Linked DNA regions of Mus musculus: all the other regions are linked to region 3. The links are chromatin contacts, called in public promoter capture Hi-C maps. All regions are on one chromosome and are shown on one strand. Each heading gives the region's core, a stretch centred on a gene start, on an enhancer-like site or on the middle of the called end of the contact. The rest is flanking DNA. Distances are from core to core; before and after follow the strand shown.

What was found. Promoter capture Hi-C pulls out the DNA fragments that hold promoters and counts their contacts.
Region 1: a contact with region 3 is called in a promoter capture Hi-C map of pre-B cells, with 3 times the contacts expected there. The contact joins the promoter of Ddx31 here to the promoter of Sptan1 in region 3. A contact is called at or near these places in 5 of 39 promoter capture datasets (the C10 cell line, the HPC-7 cell line, cranial neural crest and 2 more).
Region 2: a contact with region 3 is called in a promoter capture Hi-C map of neutrophils, with 3 times the contacts expected there. The contact joins the promoter of Tor1a here to the promoter of Sptan1 in region 3. A contact is called at or near these places in 3 of 39 promoter capture datasets (liver, neutrophils and pre-B cells).
Region 4: a contact with region 3 is called in a promoter capture Hi-C map of pre-B cells, with 2.3 times the contacts expected there. The contact joins the promoter of Tsc1 here to the promoter of Sptan1 in region 3. A contact is called at or near these places in 2 of 39 promoter capture datasets (the 3T3-L1 cell line and pre-B cells).

The regions. Positions count from the first base shown.
Region 1 is chr2:28,838,414-28,843,902 of GRCm38.p6, reverse strand. Ddx31 (DEAD/H box helicase 31) reads right to left here and starts at 3,497. Exons shown (of 20, transcript NM_001033294.3): 1 at 3,043-3,497. The coding sequence starts at 3,051. It overlaps Gtf3c4 (general transcription factor IIIC, polypeptide 4), which reads left to right and starts at 3,543. Exons shown (of 5, transcript NM_172977.3): 1 at 3,543-4,020. The coding sequence starts at 3,676.
Region 2 is chr2:30,966,652-30,972,819 of GRCm38.p6, reverse strand. Tor1a (torsin family 1, member A (torsin A)) reads left to right here and starts at 4,902. Exons shown (of 5, transcript NM_144884.2): 1 at 4,902-5,146; 2 at 5,465-5,730. The coding sequence starts at 4,966. It also overlaps a transcript of BC005624 not described here.
Region 3 is chr2:29,964,146-29,969,603 of GRCm38.p6, reverse strand. Sptan1 (spectrin alpha, non-erythrocytic 1) reads right to left here and starts at 4,044. Exons shown (of 57, transcript NM_001177667.1): 1 at 3,819-4,044.
Region 4 is chr2:28,639,874-28,645,521 of GRCm38.p6, reverse strand. Tsc1 (TSC complex subunit 1) reads right to left here and starts at 4,289. Exons shown (of 23, transcript NM_022887.4): 1 at 4,232-4,289.

The sequences.
Region 1 (5,489 bases), core at 2,248-4,747, 1.1 Mb after region 3:
TTGGGGTCACCACAGCATGAGGGATTGTATTAAAGGGTTGCAGCATTAGGAAGGTTGAGAACCACTGCTCTAGAAGAAACATCTTTACTTCCAGCCTGAACAAGGCTATGAGTAGCCAATGCCTTCAGTTTTAGTATACATTCTCTTCCTCTTTACTTGAAACAATGACTTGTGTTTATACAATCACTTGTTACACAAAGACTGTCAGCTTCAGACCAATCTACCAATGAAAAGGAGAAGTTTCTTTTCCTGGCAATCATAAGAATTCCTCTAAAGAATTCAATGAATACAATTTGAAATATTGAATATTAGTAAAATAATCCTACTTCATCTTAAAATTTGTTTCTGCAAAGTTCCAAGTTTATGAATTTTCCAGATAAAGGAAAATAAAGCCAGCTTTCATGTCTGTTGGGTCTTTTGTCAGAGAGCACAAGATTTGCAAGCCTCACCTGACAGTTACAAAAGGCCTGAAGGTCACCCTACCACAAGTTTCTTGAGCAGAACTAGCAGTCTCAGTCCACAGAGCTCCTCCACTCAGGATGGAACCTATTCTGTTCCAAGCCACTCTCAGGTTTAGGAGGCTTTTCAACCAATCAAGATTAGACTTGCCTCCTTGAGTCTCCAGGTCCCATCATGATGAATGGTACTGCAGCAACAGCAAGCAGAGGGTCTCCCTTATTACACATCTTCCCTCTTCCCGTCCTTAGACTAAACACACCAGGTAGCACACAGACTGAGACACCTGCAAATTCTACTCACCCGTTACAGACAAGTCAGAGTCTCTCAAAAACAAGTACTCAGAAGCTAACACGACAGCTCACACATAGAAGCCCAGCACTCACAAGCCTAAGGCAGGAGGACTGCTGAGTTTTAGGTCAGCCTGGGCAACAAAGTGAGTTCCCAGCTACCAGGCTAGAGTAAGACACAAACAAAACAAGTGCTAAATTCAAGCAGGTTCTCCACGGCTGTTAGGCTAACACTGAAAAATCTCCAGGGAGATCTAGGAAGCCTCTAGAATACAACCTCTACCCATCTCCTCAGCTTCAAGTTCACCTTTACCCTTTGCCAGTCTTTCTTAAATTCCCAGAATGTACTGTGCTCTTCCATGAAGATAATGCTGAGATGCCTGATTAACGATAGCCTATTTGGCTAGAAAAGATCATATAGTCATGTTTCTTTGAAGGCTATACATCAAATGCTGAAAGTTATTTCTGGGAATGGCAACTGTAGGAGGGGTTATATCTTTTAATTTTTCTTAAATGAAACTCTATTACTTTAATAACCAGAAAACATCCTTAAGAAAATATTTTTCATAGTATTAAGACAGAGCAACCCAATTTAAGCTGTGAAGGGTCTTCCAAATAGTCTATTAGTTATCCACACCGAGCTCCCTCATTAAGCATATCTGCTCAGCACATCTTCCACTCCCACTTGGATACATAAACCAAAGCACAGATTATCAAGGCCTCGGTGGGTACCTGCAGTACCGTTATTAGTTTGGGTGTGAGCACATATGTCATGGTCAGCATGCAGAGGTCACCTGACAACTATGAGCTCTCTCCTTCCCCCTTTACATAAGTCTTAGGATTAAACTCTGAACATCAGACTCAGCCACAAGCACCTTCACCCACTGAGACATCTCACTGGCCTCTATTGCCTCCCCCTCCCCCTTTTTTTTTTTTTTTTTTTCCTTTTGAGAGAAGTCCTCACTATGTGGTTCTAGTTGTCCTGGAACTCATTATGGTCTCAAACTCAGAGATTCAATGGCTTCTACCTCCTCGGTGCTGGGATTAAAGGCATGTGCCACCACACCCAGCCTGCATTATCTCTTAATCACTTTTGAAACAACAGTTGAAGTAACGATAAAATCTGTTCACTCAATTAAATTTTGAATTTCTTTTTCTTCTTCTTTTTGTATAGTTGAGGATGGAACTCAAAAGCCTTGCATAACTGGGTAAGCAAGATGCATGTTCCTGCTACAGGGCTGGGCATATGCCACAAGCCTGATTCAATGCTGCTGACCTAAGGCAGCTGTCTACTTCCTCAAAGGAAACACAATTGATTTTATTTCTATTACTGGCACATAGCAACTGCCTCTAAGGACCAGACAATATGCAGTTATTGCAGGTATCCCATTGGAGTCTCATAACAATCTTCTATAAAACAAATTCGTGTTCCTATTTATGGATAGGAGAGACTAACTCCCCCCAAGTCACATAGACTACTGTATTCCAAAGCTGACATCTATACCAGCCCAGGTCTACCCTACAGTAAATCCTATGCCCTCTCCTCCACTATCCGGAGGGTTGTCTGTATTTCTCCTCCCACATAGTTTCAACTATACCAATGGCTTGCTGAAGAGTCCTTACTCATCACCTTCTAAGCTTAATAAGGTCCCTCCTTCCTTCTACCAAGGTGCAACTAGGCAGTGGGTGTGTTAGTCAAAGGAGTTTAAAAGCATTGGTTGACCTGAAACTGGCTGGGCAATTTGTATTTCATTATTATCTTTTGGGTGAGGGGGATGAAGCCTCCTATCACATCTTCCCACTTTCAAGAAGATAAACCAGCAACCCTAAAACCATCTTTTTGCTGTAAGAGTCACTTTTCTCCTCTCGAGGGAACGGATACGTGGATGAAAACGTCCCGTTTAAAAGCTCAAAGAACCGAGTCCAGTCTCCATTCCTAACAGAAGTGACCCTTCCTGCCAGCAGAAGACCTGGCTCCCGACAGTTAAGACCTCATGTCTCAGGCATTATTTTCCAGCTTGGATACACCCAGCCTCCAATCCTTATGCTGACTAGTCCCCCGTCCCGTCCCCCCCTCCCCCCAGCTAGTCTCAAGAACTTGACTAGTTACTACAGCCTGCAATTCTAACCTAAGTTCTCAGACAATCTCAGGAGCCCGCCGGTCTCTTGCTCCCAAGGCGGGGTTCCCCGCTCGTTCACGTGTTTCCGAGAGCAGCCCGGCAGCCCCTCTGGACATCTTAAAGAACTCGACCGGACCTGATCACTGTGGCACCTCCCGGGCTGGGGTTGCACTCACCCGCTTCATCTGGACCTGAGTGCGTCCGAAGCACGTCCTGGAAGGCCGGTCAGGCAAAGTGCTGCAGACAGTAGCCAAAGCCCAAGTGCGGAGCCGCGGAACCAGCAGGGAGCCCAGGTAGCACGTGGAGAGGGAGGATCTTCGCAACTATCGCCGGTCCGCCGCCGCCCCTTCCGGGTCCGGGAGCCGGGACGGCACGCACCGGCGGGAGACAAGAGGCCTCACACGCCTCCGAAACCGGAAGAGGCCGAGCGCCGCCCACCCAGCAGGGTCTCCTTTAGCCACCACGCTGGTCTTCTCAGCTTTTCAGTCACCCACGGAGGCTCACTCTCCCGTGGGCTCTTAGTCGGACCTAGCACCCAGTGTCTAGGAAAGGGACTCTCTGAAGCGCCCACCTTCTCCGCGTGTCTGCAGGCGCGCCTCGGGTCAGCCCTACCGGAGCGCACTTTCCAGACAGGCAGCTCCACGGCCATCTAGCAGGGTGGCGTTGCCTAGCAACGACGGGGTCCTTTCTGGCTCGGTGGCGCTCGGGGCCTGCGGGGAGTGAACGGGCGCGGAGGGCGCTGGGAGAGGCCGGGGCAAGGTGGCGAGCGTTCAGTGTGCCGGTAACCCGACCTCCTCGCTCCTAGTAAGATGAGCGAGGCGGACCAGGCCCTGGTGGGGCCCAAGGCCGACGAGCCCTCGCCGCCCGCAGAGGAGAAGGACGAAGGGGGCGGGAAGGAGGCGGCTGCCGACGCGGCCCCCGGGCCCAGCGCCTCGTTTCGCCTCATGGTGACTCGGCGGGAGCCTGCCGTGAAGCTGCAATACGCGGTGAGCGGGTTAGAGCCGCTCTCCTGGTCTGAGGACCACCGCGTGTCTGTGTCCACGGCTCGCAGCGTCGCCGTGCTGGAGCTTATCTGCGATGTGCACAACCCAGGCCAGGATCTGGTGATCCACCGCACCTCGGTACCCGCACCTCTCAACAGCTGCCTCCTCAAGGTAAGTCGCCTCCACCGCTTCTCCCGCGGACGCGCCACGGATCCCAAGGGAAGCTGGCCTGCACCCGGCTCTAGGATTCCATGTGCATCCAACTCTTAATGAAGGGGCTAGCCTCGCCGCAGCTTTTAAAAAGTCGTGCAAGCGTCTTCACTGTTCCTAGACACCCCCGCCCCCCCAGCCAGGATCCGCTATCCATTCCTTCATTACTGGTGGATGGAACAGTTAGAGCCGTTAGCCCCGGGATTTCTGGAACTCTTGTGACTCCACCCCGCAGCTGACCCAACCCCTGACCTGTCTACCGTTGCTCCTATTGTCTGGGGCCAACTCCCCAGGCCCTGGGCTGGCTTTGTGTTTTCATTCTGTAATGCAAGCGCCCTCCTCTCGCGCCACTTTTGCTTTGAGAAGAAAAACTGATCTATTTCGTTACCTGTTTGACGGTTTCATTGTGAACGGTCCTTGTGTCTCCTTGGGTAGACAGCTCTTAAATCTGGAAGTGTGATGAAAAATAAAACCTCGGAGAGCATCAGGTGCTTAGACTTCCAAGTCCAAGGTCTCTGTAACTCTATAAATTTACTGCCTTCAACTTCATATAACCCAAGTTTGCTCCTGAACTGTAGAGTTTCTAATTTTTGTTGTATTAATGTAACCATTTTCAAACATGGTTTACTTTAGTGAGCGATGTTCCTTTTCATAGTCTATAAATGTAAAAACTTACTTTTATTTTATTTATACCTTCTGTATGTATATGCAGTAGGTAATCTGTCAAAGTGGGTGTGTGTCAAGTGAGTAGGTGCCCAATGGAGTCTGGGATAAATCAGAGTAGAGACAGCCCCTGCCCTCAAGGAGGTTATTTATCCTTTGGCAGGTCATGAACAAATAATGTAGTCTTAATATCATGGTGTGCTATAAAGCTATACACACGTATAACAGTATGCTTATTTGAAAGTAAAGTTTTTCCATACTCTTCTAGACAGCCATTCCAAATCCAGGTGATTAATCACGGGTACCATTTGAGTAGCCTGAGCTCTTTTTAGCACACTTGATTCAAATTTCAAACACACTGTTGATTTGGATAATATGTTTATTTATTTTTTTTTTATTTTATTTGGTTTTTGTTTTTTCGAGAAAGGGTTTCCCTGGCTGTCCTGGAACTCACTCTGTAGACCAGGCTGGCCTTGAACTCAGAAATCCACCTGCCTCTGCCTCCCAACTCAGAAATCCACCTGCCTCTGCCTCCCAAGTGCTGGGATTAAAGGCGTGTGCCACCACTGCCAGGCCTTTTCTCTTTTAAATAGCATCTTGAGCTTGATAATCTTGCCTGGGATTACAGACTCACAGATTTAATTAATTATTCAGCTTGACTGACTGAGTCATGTAAGATCCTAAGATCTGAGTGAAATGATTCAAATATAAACTGGTAGTGCTGTTGAAGTGATAAACATAGGAGGGAGGCAGAAGAAAGGTGCTGA
Region 2 (6,168 bases), core at 3,653-6,152, 1.0 Mb before region 3:
ATGTTTTTCCAGGCTCAGGAAGAACCAGCTGTGTTCACTGTGGGCCAATACTGACAACATAGGGGAGGAGTGAGTGTTAAGATTCATTATTTTATGTATATGGGTGTTTTGCCCATGTGTGCATACTGTGCCCATTGAGGCCAGAAGAGGTTGTTAGCTATCTTGGAACTGAAATTATAAATGGTTCTGAGACACCATGTGTGTGCCAGGTCCTCTGAGAGAGCAGCTGCCTGTGCTCCTAATGGCTGAGCCATCCAGCCTGTTTGCATTGTATTTTGTGGTTATATACGTAGCCATGGCTTATTTGAAATGGAGTTGAAAAATACATCTGTCCTTGCTGGGTGTGGTGACCCATGCCTTTAATCATAGCACGTGGGAGGCAGAGGCAGGTGGATTTATATGAGTTTGAGAGCAGCCTGGTCTACAGAGCAAGTACCAAGACAGCCAGGAGAGACCCTGTATCAAAAAAAGAGAGAGAGAGAGAGAGGGGAGAAGGAGGAGGAAGTGGAGGAGGAGGAGGAAGAGGAGGAAGAGAAGAAGAAGAGAAGAAGAAGAAGAAGAAGAAGAAGAAGAAGAAGAAGAAGAAGAAGAAGAAGAAGAAGAAGAAGAAGAAGAAAGAAGAGAAGAAGGAAAGAAAGAAAAGAGAAAAAAAAAAAGAAAAAATGCATCTGACCTGTTTAGAGAGTCCATTTCACAGCCAAAAATGAAGGATGGGTTCAGAGACACTGCCATTCCCTGACTTTTTATAGAACTACAAAGTTCTTTTGATTAAAAAGGAAAAGCAGAGACAGGCAGATCTGACTTTTAGGCTATCCTAATTTTTTTTTTTTTTATAATTTATATTCTCCAGGTTTTAATTTATTTATTTTATTTATTTATTTATTTATTTATTTATTTATTTATTTATTTAATGTAAGTACACTGTAGCTGTCTTCAGACACACCAGAAGAGGGCATCAGATCTCATTATGGGTGGTTGTGAGCCACCATGTGGTTGCTGGGATTTGAACTTCGGACCTTCGGAAGAGCAGTCGGGTGCTCTTACCTACTGAGCCATCTCACCAGCCCCCTAGGCTATCCTAATCTAAGAACAAGTTCAGCACAGCCAGGGCTACACAGAGAGACCCTGTATTAAAAACCCAAAGGAAAAGCTTAGTGTGGTGGCACAAGCCTTTAATCCCAGCACTCAAGAAGAGTTCCAGGCAGTCTAGAGCTACATAAGGAGACCCTGCCCAAGAAGACAGGTGAGCAGGGCATGGTGGCGCACACCTTTAATCTCAGCACTCGGGAGGCAGAGGCAGGTGGATTTCTGAGTTCGAGGCCAGCCTGGTCTACAAAGTGAGTTCCAGGACAGCCATGGCTATACAGATAAACCCTGTTTCAAAAAACAAGACAAACAAAAAACAAACAAACAAAAAAGAAGACAGGTGAACAAAGAGAATCTATTGACTAAAAACTGGGCCAAGCTGGAGCATGTAGTTCCTGCTTTCAGCCCTGTTAAAGGGGGGGGGGATGGGGGAATACACTACCAGACATGCCCAGGTTCCCTCGGATCTGCCAATGAAAGACACACACACACACACTTATCTTTGATATGCTTTAGCGCAAAGTCTGGGCTCTTCTAAGCCTCCCCTCGACTATCACTCCCTTCTTTTCACTCCCAGCTCAGCACCCTAAATCTGCCCTCAACTTTAGTTGCTCAGTTACCTTTAGTCCTAGCTCAGCATAGTAAATCTGCCCTCAGCTCGGTTGTGTTTTTAATCTCTCACCTGCTACCCAGGCCCCGGGCGGGGTGGGGGTGGGGGAATAGAACCATAGAGTGGAAGATAGAGTTTTTCAGATGGTGTTACAGGCTAAAATCTAAAATCTAAACATAATCCAGGGATAGAATTATAACTCTTTAAGTTAGAAATGATGGCAGAATACTTTATCTAATTGACAAATATGATAGACTTGATGTTAATTATATACATACTTTGTAATGTACATGATTATTATGGTTTCATTCAATTTATGTCTGAGAGAAGAATGTTTTATTTGTTTGTTTCTTATTGGACAGAATGGGTGAGATGTAGAGGGTGGTTCTTAATTCTGATCAGGAATGATTACTAAAGGTCCTGTTCCCCAATTGGTTCTTTTTGTTGTTGTTGTGTTGTGTTGTGTTTTGTTTTACGAGACAGGATTTCTCTGTATAGCCCTGGCTGTCCTGGAACTCACTCTGTAGACCAAGCCAGTAAGCAACTTTCTTCCACAGGCTCTTCTTCAGGTTGAGTTGAGCTAGACATAATGATCCCATGAGATGAAATAAACCCTTTCCTCCCGTAAGGGGCTTTTGGTCATAGTGTTTATCACATTAACTGAAAGCAAATTAGGACTGTCTCAGCAATCAAACAAAGCTGACGATGTGGCCCTGGGTAGGATGTGGTGGAAATAGCACTTTTCTTTATTTATTTTCTTTCTTCCTTTCTTCCTTCCTTCCTTTCTTTCTTCCTTCCTTCCTTCCTTCCTTCCTTCCTTCCTTCCTTCCTTTGGTTTTTTGAGACAGGGTTTCTCTGTATAGCCCTGGCTGTCCTGGAACTCACATTGTGGACCAGGCTGGCCTGGAACTCAGAAATCCACCTGCCTCTGCCTCCCTAGTGCTGGGATTAAAGGCGTGCACCACCACACCCGGCATGGAAATAGTACTTTACATTGGCAACCCCTTCCTGAACTCTAGTTAATGATGAGAAAATGTCAAATTCCAATAGGAGGACAGTCTGCAAACATTTTCAGATAAGGAGATAGCTCAGTGATACAGCTACATGCAGAGGGCCCAAGATTTGATCCCCAGGAATGACAACAACAAAAGACCAGGCCTATGTCCCAGAACTAAGGAGGTTGAGGCAGGGAGATCAAGTTTCAAAACCAGTCTGTACTATGTTGAAAGACAGCCTGGCGTAGTTCTGAAGATTTTAGCTTAAAACGGAGGCTGTGGAGATGGCTAACAGGTTAGGAGTGTAGAGGTCCTGTAGCCTAGCTACCATCCCCTGACCACCAGCCAACCCTGCCCCCACCCTGCCATCCCAAAGAAAGCTTAATATGAAGCCAAACAAGAAACAGAAGGTCTGAGGCATAGCTCCATGCAGCATTTGCCTACAATGCATGGGGCCCAGGGTTTCATTCTCAGAACTCCCCTTCCCCAAGTGTCTAGTATTTCTCAAAACTCTCAAAGTCATTTAAAGAGCACCCAAGAGAAGCTGAGAGTCAGCACTGTGGGGAGCTCAAAGTGTTCCCTGTTAGTGGTAATTTATAAATGTTACAGTTTGCTCTTAAGCCGACTAGCTTCCAGATAACTGAGACAGGACTATTTAATTTTATTTAACAGGTTTAAGGCACAACAACTGAGCAGTATTAGTTTATTTTAGTCCTTTAAGCTAATCTGACTACTTCACAGCCACAATCCTTGAGATACTTGTTGTATTTTATGGCTTTCTCTGCTCCAGCTGTTTTTTATGATTATGATGTCTTCTGGACTTCCCACCTCATGGCTAAATCCCCACTTCCTCCCTCTCTCCTGTTCTGTCACTGGCTGATCAGCCCTTTATTGACCAATCTGAATAATTAGGAAGCAATGTTTACACAACATTGATGACAGGCAGTTCTCAAAATAAGGATAGCAACCATATATGAGGGCATAGCAATCAGCATGTGAATAATACAAGGATAATCCTTATACAGTGCACAATAACATTATTCCTACAGTTCCCTAAGGAAGAAACTGGGTAAGAAACTATGGGCTTTATTTAATAATATTGCTCATGGGGCTGGAGAGATGGCTCAGTGGTTAAGAGCACTGACTGCTCTTCCAGAGGTCCTGAGTTCAATTCCCAGCAACCACATGGTGGCTCACAACCATCTGTAGTGGAAATCTGATGCCCTCTTCTGGTGTGTCTGAAGTCAGTATACTCACATACATAAATAAATAAAATCTTTAAAAAAAAATACTGGTCATGGGTTTTTAACAAGTATGAGATGCAGATCCCTCTTTTTTTTTTTTTTGAGATGTCAGACTCTCACTGTAGCCCTGACTGCACCTGGAATTCCTTGTATAGGACAGGGTGGCCTCCAACTCAGATATCCAAGACAATCACCTGTCTCTACTTCCCAGAGTGCTGGGATTAAAGGTGTGTGCTACAATACCCAGCCCTCAAATGTCAGTTTTGTTCTGTTTTGTTTTGTTTTGTTTTAACGACAAGATCCAATATGCAGCTTTGACCTGCTTGAAACTTTGTAGACTGGCCCCAACTCATACAGAGTGTTGGGGTTAAGGGTGCACACCACCCACCGCACCTGTCAGATTTAATGATAGGGACGCACGTTGGGGGGGGGTCATGTGGGAACCCACTATATTATCCTCTCATTTTTAAAAATTTATTCATTTACATGTTAATTTATGCATGTGTGTAAGCCCACATGAGTTTATGAGCACCACATGCACGCAGGTGCCTGCGTCATTTCTTTTTTAATACTTATTTATTTCATGTATGTCAGTACACTGTCGCTGTCTTCAGACACACCAGAAGAGGGCACCAGATCCCATTACAGATGGTTGTGAGCTACCATGTGGTTACTGGGAATTGAACTCAGAACCTCTGGGAGAGCAGTCAGTGCTCTTAACCGCTGAGCCATCTCTCCGCCCATCATTAAAAAAAAATGGTTCTAAAACACTGTTACTTGATGGGGATAGGGCAGCAGTCATCATCACCTGATTCCTATAATCTCAATATTATTCCTGTAACATCAAGGTTCAGAAGCAGAAGGGACTTTGCCCTTAACAAAGATGGTAGCCACTAGCGTCGGTAGACTGCCTGCCCCGGACAAAGAGGGCGGCCCCGCCAGCAGGAACCGGAAATACGAGTCTGGGCGGTGCGCGGGGTACGGTGGGCGCTGGGCGGGCGCTGGGCGCGCAAGGTGCGCGGGTCCGGTTATGAAGCTTGGCCGGGCCGCTCTGGCCCTGCTGCTGCTGGCGCCGTGCGTGGTTCGTGCGGTGGAGCCCATCAGCCTGAGTCTGGCCCTGGCCGGCGTACTCACCACCTATATCTCCTACCCTCGTCTCTACTGCCTCTTCGCCGAGTGCTGCGGCCAGATGCGGAGCCTCAGCCGGGAGGGTAGGCGGGCACCAGGCGTCCGGGATGCTGCGGCAGGGGGATGGCGCCGCTGCCAGGCCAGACTTTGGCCGGAGGCCTGAGAGATGAGTGGTCGGGGCCCGGGGTAGGGTGTCAGCCCTGCGCGGAGCTCTCCGGGGCGGCCTCACGGCACCTCTTCCGCTTGGCTTTGGGGCCAACCCCGAGGAAGGGCAGAGTTCGCAGCACCAGGGTCCCTCAGCGCTCTCCAAACCAGGCTCCGCGGGCCCTGACGTCCTGGAAATGGGGCTGCCTTTTGCCAGCTTGTTTCTCTCCTGACCAGAGTGATCTTTCCTTTCTCAGCGCTGCAGAAAGATCTGGATAACAAGCTCTTTGGACAGCATCTTGCAAAAAAAGTCATCCTAAACGCCGTGTCTGGTTTCCTAAGCAACCCGAAGCCCAAGAAGCCCCTTACCCTCTCTCTGCACGGGTGGACGGGCACCGGCAAAAACTTCGCCAGCAAGATCATCGCGGAGAATATTTACGAGGGCGGACTGAACAGTGACTATGTACACCTGTTTGTGGCCACGCTACACTTCCCCCACGCCTCTAACATCACACAGTATAAGGCAAGAGCATTAAGTTGACCGCCTTCGCGGATGACCCGGAATTGGGGTTTCTCTGTTGTGGGGTGGGATGTGGGAATTCCACGTCAGTGAGTGAGCCACAACATGGCTCTCTGTATGTCAGTTCCTCTTTAAAAGGTGTGCACAGAAGTGGTCATATCCCTTGGAGGAATGACAGCTGAAGCTAGGCTACCGTGTTTTAAAGGGGACTGTCAAGAGCTGGGGGTAGCTCGGCATAGAGCACTTGCCCAGAATGTGGGAAGTTCTGTATTATGTCTCTCCACCCCAACTCCCACAACTCCCGCTGTGGCGAGGGTGCACTGGGGGATAGATATGTAAGTTACAAAGGGTTTGAGATACATAGAGCAGTTAGACCACCAAAGTTTTATGAGTGGCCTCTGTGACACTCATAAAGTGACTCGGTAAGGTGACAACTTGGCT
Region 3 (5,458 bases), core at 2,795-5,294:
AAAGTATCAGGACAATTTTAAGCAGTTGTTTTCTTTCTTTCTTTCTTCCTTTCTTTCTTTCTTTTTTTTTTTTTTGAAAAAGGCTCAATGTTAGCAAACATTGAAACACTACACATAAAACATACAAGAATGTTGTTTTGTGTGTGGGGGTATGTGTGTTCTGTTTTTCAAGACAGGGTTTTTTGTGTATCCCTGGCTGTCCTGGAACTCAGACCAGGCTCCTTCAGAGATGCTGGTCTCTGCCTCTCAAGATCAGAGGTGTGCAGCACCACACCCTACCAGAGTTTTGGTTTTAAAGAAAGATACTGAGTTCCATTTCATTCTCAGGGATTATGGTAGAGCTAAGTCAATGGGAAAGGAGATAAACCCAGGTGACAGCACTTGTCCAACTGGAAAACACCATTCACACTATATGTTTTCGGGTAATTTTTCTGAATATCTAAAGTAACTTACTCCCTTGGTTCTTAGGAACCAAGCAGCCATCAATTACAAATCAGCAAACATCACATGCAAACACCAGGATGGCAATAAGAGACCAATATACTCATGCCTTAAGGAGAAACAGAAAGGTAGAAAACAGTAAACATACAACACTTCTGATCATGTGGCCAGCAATCCCAACCAGACTGTCACCAACCTTTCTACTTAACAGAAAGGTCGTGTAGGCAGGGCTTCCCCTTCTGGGGATCATTCAACCTCTTGGACACCAATGTGTCTTCACTGCAAGCCAGGCAAAAACCCAAAAGGCAACACATTTTCTGCATGCTGGTCAAATACCTGAGCTCTGCGCTTACGAAACGATGACAACATGTTGAAGGAATGTGGACTCTAAAGAGGAAGGGGAAGAGCAAGACAACACACTTCTAAGGGCAACTGGGATAGAATCACTTTAAAGTGAAGAGAACAAATCTGTGAAAACACATGAAAACAGGTAAAAATCAAACGGCACTGCCCCAGCATCAGAATCCCACCAGAAATCTGAGCTGTAATCAGGGAGCCCAGGCTTCTGGGAATGGACAATCACCATCACCTAAATGTGCTGCCTTGGCCAATTCATGCTCTCTCTCAGACCCCAGTTTGCCCAAGAATTAATTTTTTTTTTTTCCGAGACAGGGTTTCTCTGTGTAGCCCTGGCTGTCCTGGAACTCACTCTGTAGACCAGGCTGACCTCGAAATCAGAAATACCCCTGCCTCTGCCTCCTGAGTGCTGGGATTAAAGGTGTGCGCCATTACGCCTGGCTCCAAGAATTAATTTTTAATACTGAATGTTCTTTTAAAAATAAATATGCCTCTTCTCATCTACATTCTGATGAAATAGGGATCTTGGGGGCTTTAGGCATTTGCATTGTCAAAGTAATTAAGTAAAAAGATAATTTCATGAAAGCCTAAGTGTAGTAAGGAATTCAAACAACAAAGATTGACCTTGGGGCTAGTTTGCTGGTGCAGTACCTTTACAAAATACAATTATTTCCTACTCAAAACAAGTGTAAGCAGCATGTGTAAGAGATGTGAAAGGTGCCACTCGCTGCACGGCTGTTCCAGCCAGATGGCTCTCTGGCCAGCTCTGCGGACCTCTGCATTCCTGGAATAAGCATTAGCCATCAGATCATGGCATTCCCCTGTAAGGCCACAGCTGACGAGCTGCAGCAGACCAAGAGGCATAGACTGGAGTTCTCCAATAGGCAGTGGGCACTGGTAACAAAGGCAGGCTGCCCTCAGAGCCTCTGTCCTTAGTGCACATTCCACAGACCAGACTCGGGTAGCTATTCCTAAGAGCCATTTCTCAGTATCTGTAGAGGCCCCACCTTTGAGATGAAAGCAGAGAAGAAAAAAATAATAGAAAATTATAATCCAGGGAACTAAAAGATACACTTAATATGACTCTCCCTGCTTAAACCTGTTCATTAGATTACTTGACATCAGATTTCTCCAAGTATTAGATTACTACAAAGCATACAGCCAAGGCTAAAGGCACTACCAGAGAATAAGCCGGCTGCAGCAGCTCCTGCCTGCCATAGGTCCAGCTACTTTGGAAGCTAAGGGTGGAGAAATAAGCTTGAGTCCAGGATCTGAGACATATAACAAGGCCTCCTTTCTTTTAAGAGGGGTAAAAGTCCAGGGTGGTGGCAGCCAGGCTTGTTGGCAGGAGCAATGAGTTCAAGACCAGCTATACCCAACTACATAGATTCAGGATGAGCTACGGGTCAAGATCTTGTCTCAAAAGTAGGGAATAGAATTGCATATCTATATGTCTCCAGGCCTTGGGTTTATCATAAGAACTGTTTCACATTTGTCTGGTATAGGGCAAACTTTGAAATCCATCCTTTTTATCTAGGTCCCTGGATAACAGTCAACACACTTTGAGGGTCCCTTTGAGGAATTAATGACCCAGTTACTAAAAAAGGCTTATTGTTAATTTCCTGCAGGGGATCTACTGCAGCACATTTTTTTTTTCCAACTTTGACTTCAATTTGACCTTTAAAATCTAAGACATTTAGTATGAGTGGGAACCTTGGCTCAATGGCTTCATGCAACTCACTGTTGCTAGTGCTATTCTTAAGCTCTTGTTTCCTGGCTACAAGACACCCCCACCCTGCCATCTTTGATACATTCTGTTTTACTTAAGTCCAATTGCTATGACAACGCAATTTCTGAACACATTATTAAAATACTTCATATGGTTGGTTTCTCTTGTATTCCTTGACAGTCATAATAATTAGCTTTTTGAAAATACCAAGGGTAAAGAACAAACGACTTAAAATGTTTTGGGTCTCTATATAGAAAAACCTGATTATCTGAGAGGCTGAGGCAGGAAAATCCTGAGTTTGAGGCCGGCCTGAGCTATTCAGCAAATTCCAGGCCAGCTGGAGTTACACTGTAAGAGCCTGTAGAGAGAGGGACAGAGACAGAAACAGAGAGATGAAAGTCAACAAAGCCCTATGAAGTGTAGCAGTTCGAAATGATTTCACCCTTTCTGGGACATTCATTTAAAACACACCGACCCTTACTTACATAGAAGCCCTCTTGATGTGTGTGTGTGTGTGTGTGTTTGTGTGTGTGCGCGCGCGTGTGTGCATATGTGTGTGTGTAATTCTAGTACCTGAGAGGATTTTAAAATCAAATTTTTCCTGGAGAAGCATTTCATCAAATTTGCAGGGATAGCTTCAGACAAAAGACTGTTCTATCACTTCACACTGGCACAGCAGTAGAATTTGACCAAAAAAAAACCCCCAAAAAACAAAAAACCCAGAAGCCTTCGACTTAATGTCTTATATAGAAAGAAAAGAGCTGTAAGCTATTAAGTTATTTATTGGATTTGGATCTCCTCCAACCAAGCGGCACCGCATCTAACTATTATACTGGAGCAGGTCGGCACTGGAGAGAAAAGACATTTATTACCAGGAAAGAAAAAGGAGGCCTTTCTGCGGCCGGAGGGCCCGGGACCGCCACACAGGATGAAATTAAGGTCAGCGAGCCCTTCACTGCAGACAGGAGGCTCCGAGAGGTGCGAGCGCCGCAGTTGCGGGCGACGGGCGGTGCGGGGGCGCTCGCGGGTGGGTGCTGCCGAGGACCACCCCCCGCCACCTGCCGCGACGGGTGGGGCCGCGGGCGCAGGAAGGGGCCTTCGCGTACCTTCGGCGGACCGTGACACTCCAGGTCGCCGCCCGGCTCTGCCGCGCCCCGCAGCCCACGCGCCACAAAAGGCGGCGGCGGGGGCCCACGGAGCCGCCCGCGAGGCTCCGCAGCTCATCTGTCCACATCGCTCCGGTGCTCGGCCTCCCGCGGCCTTTCCCTTCCCGCCCACCGCCCTTTCTTACCGGCTCCTGGGGGTGAGGGGCGTGGGTCGCCGCGCTGAGGGCTGCTGAGGAAAAAGATGCGCCGCCGCGGCCCCTGCCTCACGCCGTTCGCTCCGCAGCGGATAGTGACGGCGGCGCGCGCGCACTGTGGCTTTTATAAGCGGCCGCGCGCGCCCCCGCGGCGGCCGAGCGCGAGCGTGAGGGAAGTGCCCCGGTTGGCGACGCGAGAGGCGGGACTCGCTGCTCCACTGCAGTACGGAGAGGACCGAGCGCGTCCGGAAGGAGCCGAAGCTGCGGGGCGGGGTGGTGGGGGTTGGGGTAAAGGACGGGAACGCGCTTGCGAGGGGTGCGGGGCGCGGCACAGAGCGGAGCAGCCGCCGCAGCCGCCCGCCGCGGCGTGGGACCCGAGCAATCCTGCCCCGCCCAGTCCGCCCTGCAGAGAATCTGTGCCGCACCCCTCCGCCCTGGGAGCCCTTCCGAGACTGCGGCGAAGGGCAGGGCGGGGCCCGCCGCCGCAGTCAGGCTGGGGATGTTGCTGCCCTGGCCGGAAAGACGCCCTGTCCCTTTCGGATGATCTCACTGGAATGTTGGCTCCCTCTTTGCACTTTTTCTGGGGGAGGCTTGGCTCTGGAAGACCCAAGTCTGCCTGTTCTGGTGGGGGATGGGGCCAAAAAAAAAAAAAAAAGATGATATAAGGATCCGTGTTTGAGGAGGTGGTAGGGAAAAAAATCCCGGTTAGGGAAAAAAAAAAAAAAAAAAAAGACTGATTTGTGGCGTAAGACTTTATTTCAGGATATGGAGAATTCTTCAGCAATCTTCCTGTTGCCAGTAGACAGAGTGTATTCGTCCCAGTTGATAAACGACATTACTATTTCTTTCCCCAGTATTAATTGAACTTTGCTGTTTAGCTGACACCGCACGTGCTTTGGGCTTTTAATCTCTGCTCTTATTTTACAAGGTAGATGTTGCCTTTCCCATTTTACAAATTAGCATCCTGATGACATAGAAGGTAGCTCTCTCCCCAGGTCAAGCACGAAGCAGCAATCAGAGAACCTAAGATTTGAACACAAGCGTTAAGCAAGTGGGTGCTAGACTTCTGAGAAAAGGAAAACACAATTTCTGTAATTTTTTTCTTATACACAACCCTTTTCAGGGCCTGGCTCTGAACTAAACTCTGTAGCCAGGCTCCCCTACTGCAAAAGCTCTTTCCCTTCCTCCATTTTGGGTGACAGCTGTGTGGCAACCATTGGAGTAGCACCCAGCTCATTCCTGTGTAGTCAGGCAGCTCTGCCAGGCATCAGCCTCCTGGTTACCAAGCCACCCTCCTATTTAAATAATTATAAAGAACTGGGCATTGCTCCAGAACTGGGATGAGGCCCAGTCCCAAGCTTCCTGGTCCTCTGCACTTTGGTTTCTGCTGAGCCTAGGATCTGCAAGGTGACTTCTAAGCTACTCTGACTGTAGGCATGATGGTGAAAGAACATTCCTAGTCATTTTCCTTGGAGAGGAGAGATTTAAAAAATAAAAAAAATAAAATAAAAAGGGAGTGGCCACAGCTCAGCGGCAGCTTCACAGACTCCTGAGATCCAAAAGGCAGGTGCTTGGAGGACAGCATTTAATGCCATCTTCTTTACAGAGAAAACTGGTTGAGGAGCTACTTC
Region 4 (5,648 bases), core at 3,040-5,539, 1.3 Mb after region 3:
GGTTTTGTTTTGTTTTGTTTTTTTGGTTTTTTGAGATAGGGTTTCTCCGTATAGCACTGCTGGCTGTCCTGGAACTCACTTTGTAGACCAGCCTGGCCTCGAACTCAGAATCCACCTGCCTCTGCCTCCCAAGTGCTCGGATTAAAGGCACAAAAAAGTTTTAAAACCACTACCTAGCCAAACATGACTCTGCATAACAGTAATCTCAAAAAATCAGGGGGTGGAGACAGGAGGATTAGAAACTCAAGGAAAGCCTAGCCTACCCAGTAACTCAGAACTGGCCTAAACAAACAAAAGTAAGATAAAATAAAGACCCTACTGACCCATGGGTTAGTTTAGGAGGTTAACAAATTGGGCAGTTTATCTCAACACAACATTAAGACTTGGGTTTTGAAGTCAATCAAAGTTCATCTTCTAGCTCAGCAAGTTTCAGAAGCCTTTCCTAGCCTCCTCAAGGTTATTGGAAGAATAAAGGGGATCAGACATAAAGCACTTCACTGTGCTTGGCACGTAACAAACTTTTATAACAATGTTACCACTAAACAAAAGGTATTGCAGAGGACAGAGTGTTTAGCAGCACAGCCATTTACTAGCAGGTATTTGAAACACTAATAAAACCATTCTGTAACTTAAAACTGATACACTTACAAATTTGCTACTATTCTCTGTGAGGGACACAATGTAGCATAAGTTTAACCCCCCACAGGCAGAAAACCACTGCATCTGTCCTCCCATCACCACCCTGCTCTGCCCTATGGCATCACCAGCTTAAGATAAGATCAACCATCAAGACCCTACAGCCCTATTTATTTACATCGTGACCTGTAAGATTCAGGTCAGTAGCTACCATGCCTTGTTTGGAAATAATGCTGTGCATGTAAGACACTTAATTCATTAAATGTCAATCTCAACTCATGTAGCTATAAAATATATCTATTTCCTTGTATACCATGCCCCCCTCAAAAAGGAGGGACTAGAAGAAATTGACAAAGTCCTAAAGTCACTTTTATGTATGTAAATATGTATGTAAAAATGTGTATCTTTTTATTCTTTCTAATTAAAATTGACATTAAATTAGTAGTTTTTTAGCAACTACAGACTGAAGAAGTAAAAAGAAAATTAAGATCAAATTACTTTATGGGAAATCTCAGTGAAATTTAAATGAGTATGCACACCAAAAATATTGAGTATACACACAAAACTCCATTACATAGTTATCAACTGATGATCTAACATTTTCTAAACATACATGTTCAAAACAACAACAAAATGCTCAACTAATTCATATACTTTTCTTTCATGCCTGTAGCCAATAAGACTTGTCTTTAAAAGGGGGATTTATAAGACAGCATACAGGGAAGCATTGTTTAAAGGTAACTAACCTCAATGTCCCATCCAGCCCTGGAGTCACTCATTTTCTTTGTCATTATAGAACTATTAACATAGAGTCAACACCAGTTCTCATTACTCGGGAGTATTTACTAAAGCTCAGGACGAGCTGGAATCACAGAAACCTGGCATTAAAGAACCCAGGCAGTTCCAGAAGTGAATATCACTCAGTACAGCACTGGAACTAATATAATAATAATACCTGCAGCCTCAAAAATTTTGAAGAAGACAGAATAGATCAACCCAGCTGTGTGCAAAGTTCAAAGTCACCACAACTTCACAAATAGGCTAGAAGATAGCTTAAGAAAGGCCTCTGCAATAAATTATAAATTCAAAGAAGCGTGCTGGTGAGATGGCTCAGCGGGTGAGAGCACTCACTGACTGCTCTTCCACAGGTCCTGAGTTCAAAGCCCAGCAACCACATGGTAGCTCATAACCACCCATAATGAGATCAGATTCCCTCTTCTGGTCTGTCTGAAGTCAGTTACAGTGTACCTATGTATAATAATAAATAAATCTTTAAAAAAAAATTGAAAGAAGCAAATAACCCAAAATGTTACTTTAAGTCCATGATCAAGTATCTTTTTGGAACACATAAGAAGACTTCTTCCAAAACAAAAAACAAAAACAAAAAAACCCCATGCACGAAAACCTCAAGGACAGAGTACACAGGTGTGCCTACTGTGGGGACAGATATTAGGCACACAGAGGGTCAGGTAAATTCATTTGGAATTCTTTGCTTCTGGCAATTCTGTTCTCCTGTAACCATTACATATTCAGGTTTGTGCTAGCTCTGCCCTGGTCAAACTGCTCAGTTTTCTCTCACAAGTCTGCACAGAAAGCACCATACCACAGCATCCACAGGACCAGGTAGCTCTGCTCGTAAGCCAATGAGGAAGCGTGGCGCTGAGACACAAGCCTGCAGACACCAGCTTATTGAAAACATGCAAGAAACTGCCAGCCTGCTTCCTTCTACCTAGGAATTTAGGGGCATACCAAGTGTTCATGACACCAAGAGATGCATGAAGCTAAGAAAGCTTACATCATCTGCCCTTCTAGCCCCATGATGTAAGGGTGTTTTTAGAGAAGATATTAACTTTAGTAAGAAGGTATTTTCTGTTCACATCCTCTATAAATACCCCTTACATTTACACCAGGTGGTTACAAAAGTCTGAACAGCCTCGTTTGCCTGATGTATGACTGTTAAAGGGGCATTTCCTTACAAAACTCTAAATCAGTTTTCCTATTTGCATATCCCAGGTTTATTCAGCGACGCTCAAGTTAAAAATCACAGGTGGGTTGCTCAGTAAATCAAAGGCTCCCAGAAGATTAGGCTCTGTGAAGCTTCCTAGAATTTACCACTGCGCTTCCCCAGCCTGTTTGAATGCAGATGACTCCAACTTGATCCTAAAGTTATAAATCAAAATATCTCAGAAGAGCATTAGTCTATTTTAGTACTTTTACAGCTTACAATACGTAAAGTGAAGTGCTAATTCCATATTCGTTTTCTTAAGTAAGGATTTCAGCCTTTTTTTTTTCAGTGAATACCACCGGTTTTATGGAAAAATACAAAATACTTTGTAACCAAATTTGGATTACCAAATACACCGTGCTGTAAGAAACAAAAGCTTAAGACATACAAACCAAATGCACCCTGTTCAAAATCTCTCACCACACACACACACACACACACACACACACACACACATATCCCTACCTTGGCCAAATGATTAACTACACTCACTTAATAATAGGCCACCTTTAATCAAATAACAGACAAATGGAACCAGTCGGACTTCAATTCCAGTGCTGTCTCAGAATAGGGGGGTGTGACCTTGGGCAAATTATTCCACTCTCTCCAGGCCTCAGTTTCTTCATTTAGAAAGGCTGCAGACTGCTTCTCCTTTGTCCAGAACCAAAGACAGGATGGCTACCAAGCACTTTCAATAGTGCTCGGTCACACAGGCACCCCCTATTCCCCCTCTCCAAAAAACAAAAAACAAAAAAAAAACAAAAAAAAAAACAAAAAAAAACGATAGTTGCGATTACTGGCCGACCACACTCCACGCCATCCCCACGTCTCTCTCATTCCAAATCCAACACGCGAGAAGCCAAACTCTTCTAACCCACAACACAAAGAAAGTGCTTGGGTTCTAAAAAAGGTGTCTGGGACCGCAGGCAGTGGGTCCTCCAGGTCCTCAAATGAATGAATGAGCGTTCAGCAGTGGCTGGGCAGGTAGCTGTCGCTAACGAGCACCTCTGCCGACTTGGAGGTAACTGTCTTCCAGCATCAATTAAACACCCACAAGTACACCCAGAGCCAAGCACTCGGCCGTGCACACTCTCCCCGAGACGGCGGGCGCCGGGCAGCCTCCAGTGCCCACAGGCGGCCTTCATTCATTCTCCACCCCCAGCCCCGGCGGCTGCAGTAGAGGCTCGAGCCGCGACCCCACCCCCGGGTCCCCGTGCCGGGCCCGGGGTCTCTGACCTGCGCGGCGCACCCCCGCGGGAGCCTGTCACCGCAGCAAGCGAGGGGGGCGGGTTAGCGGGGCCACCTCGGGCCCGGAGCTGCAGCCAGCCATGCCATCGGACGGAGCAGGCCCGCCTCAGCTCCCCGGGGCCCCAGCAGCCCAAGCCGAGCCCTGCCGGAGCCAGCGCGCGATGAGGGCGAGGAAGAAGCTCCCCGAACCCCCTTCCCCGGACCCCCGACTCGGCTAACGCGCTCCGCAGCGCCCCACAGCGTGAGGTCACGCTGCCAGAGCTGCCCCGAAAAGCCCACAAGGAAAAGAAGGGGAAACACCCCCCGTACTCACCCACCGTCTCCTCCCCCTCAGCTGTTTACCTCACAGTCCCTCCAGCCTACAGGGCGCCGCCATCTTGGACGCGCAGCACCTCCCCCTGGCGTGAAGCGTCTCGAGCGGCGGGGGCCTCCGCTATGAAAAAGAGTCCCTATTCGGGTCTCTACTACGCTCCGAGCCTAATGCCAGATGGCCAGAGTCTCAGCCTCTCCAGACAGGACAGGATATACCACTTATGACGATACAAGCTGGCCGAGATAAATAAAACCGAAAGAGATTTTAATGTGGAGGCGGGGACGGCGGAAGGATCGTGAAGGTGGGAGCCCACTGAGAGATCTTGTGACTCTGAAGGAGGCCGAAAGAAGTCCCGGCGCAGAGGGCGGAGCCACGAGACCGGCCGAGGGGTGGGGTGGGGAGGGGCGGCCACGTGATGGTGACAGGAGGCGCGCGCTCGGAACAAGCACAGTCAAAAACAAGCTGGCAGGGCTAGGCTCAGTGGAGAGCGCTGGCCCTTTCGAGCCAGGTCCCTCTGTCTTTGGCACACCTGCCACCTTTGGGGTCTCCCTGTAGGCGTTCCTATTTCCAAATGAGCCTCTGGGATCCCCTTGGATGGACAGCCTGTCAATTGCAGCAAAAAGGATGGGGCTTTCCCCCACCACCACTTTTTCCTTTGCAGAAGAGTCTGTGGAGTGACATGTAGAGGCCAGCCTTAGTCAGAGGATGCAGTTTATGTTGTAAAGTCAGAATACCTTGATTTACTTGCATGCCATGACAAGGTGTCAAGTCTTTTCAAACCTTGCCGGCTGTGGTGCAAAGCTTTTTAGAGGGATATCAGAATGTATATAGTTTTCATTTGCTGTTATTTTCCTTATTTGTATTATTTTTTTAATTAATTATGTATTTATTAAGGTTTTCCAAGACAAAGTTTCTCTTTATGCTTTGCCCATCCTGGAACTTGCTCTGTAGCCCAGGCTGGCCTGGAAGTCAAGAGAGTCTTCTGCCTCTGCCTAGCTTTAAAGGTGCTAGCTTTAAAGGTGTTCACCGCCGCAGCTGCCCCAGCAGCCGCCGCCACAACCACCACCACCACCTGGCATTGTGTATTTTTTGTTTTGGTTTGTTGTTGCTGTATTTTGTTGTTTTTTGGTTTGGGTTGGAGTTTGGGGTTTTATTATACTTAAACTTATATAATAAGACCCAGTGAAAGATGATAAGCGGAAGCTAGAGAAATGGCCTTGCCGTTAAGAGCATTTGTTGCTCTTACAGAGGACCAGGGTTAGGTTCCCAGAACCCAAATGGCAGCAGCTCCCAACTACCTATAACTCCAGTTCGAGGAGATGGCGCCCTCGCCTGGCCTTCTTGGGAACTAGGACTTCTCTCCTAAGCATACATCCAGGAGGCTCTCCTTGTCCTTAAGATAATTGAGTTTGTGTACACTCACCCCCAAATTGTAGTCTTTCAAGT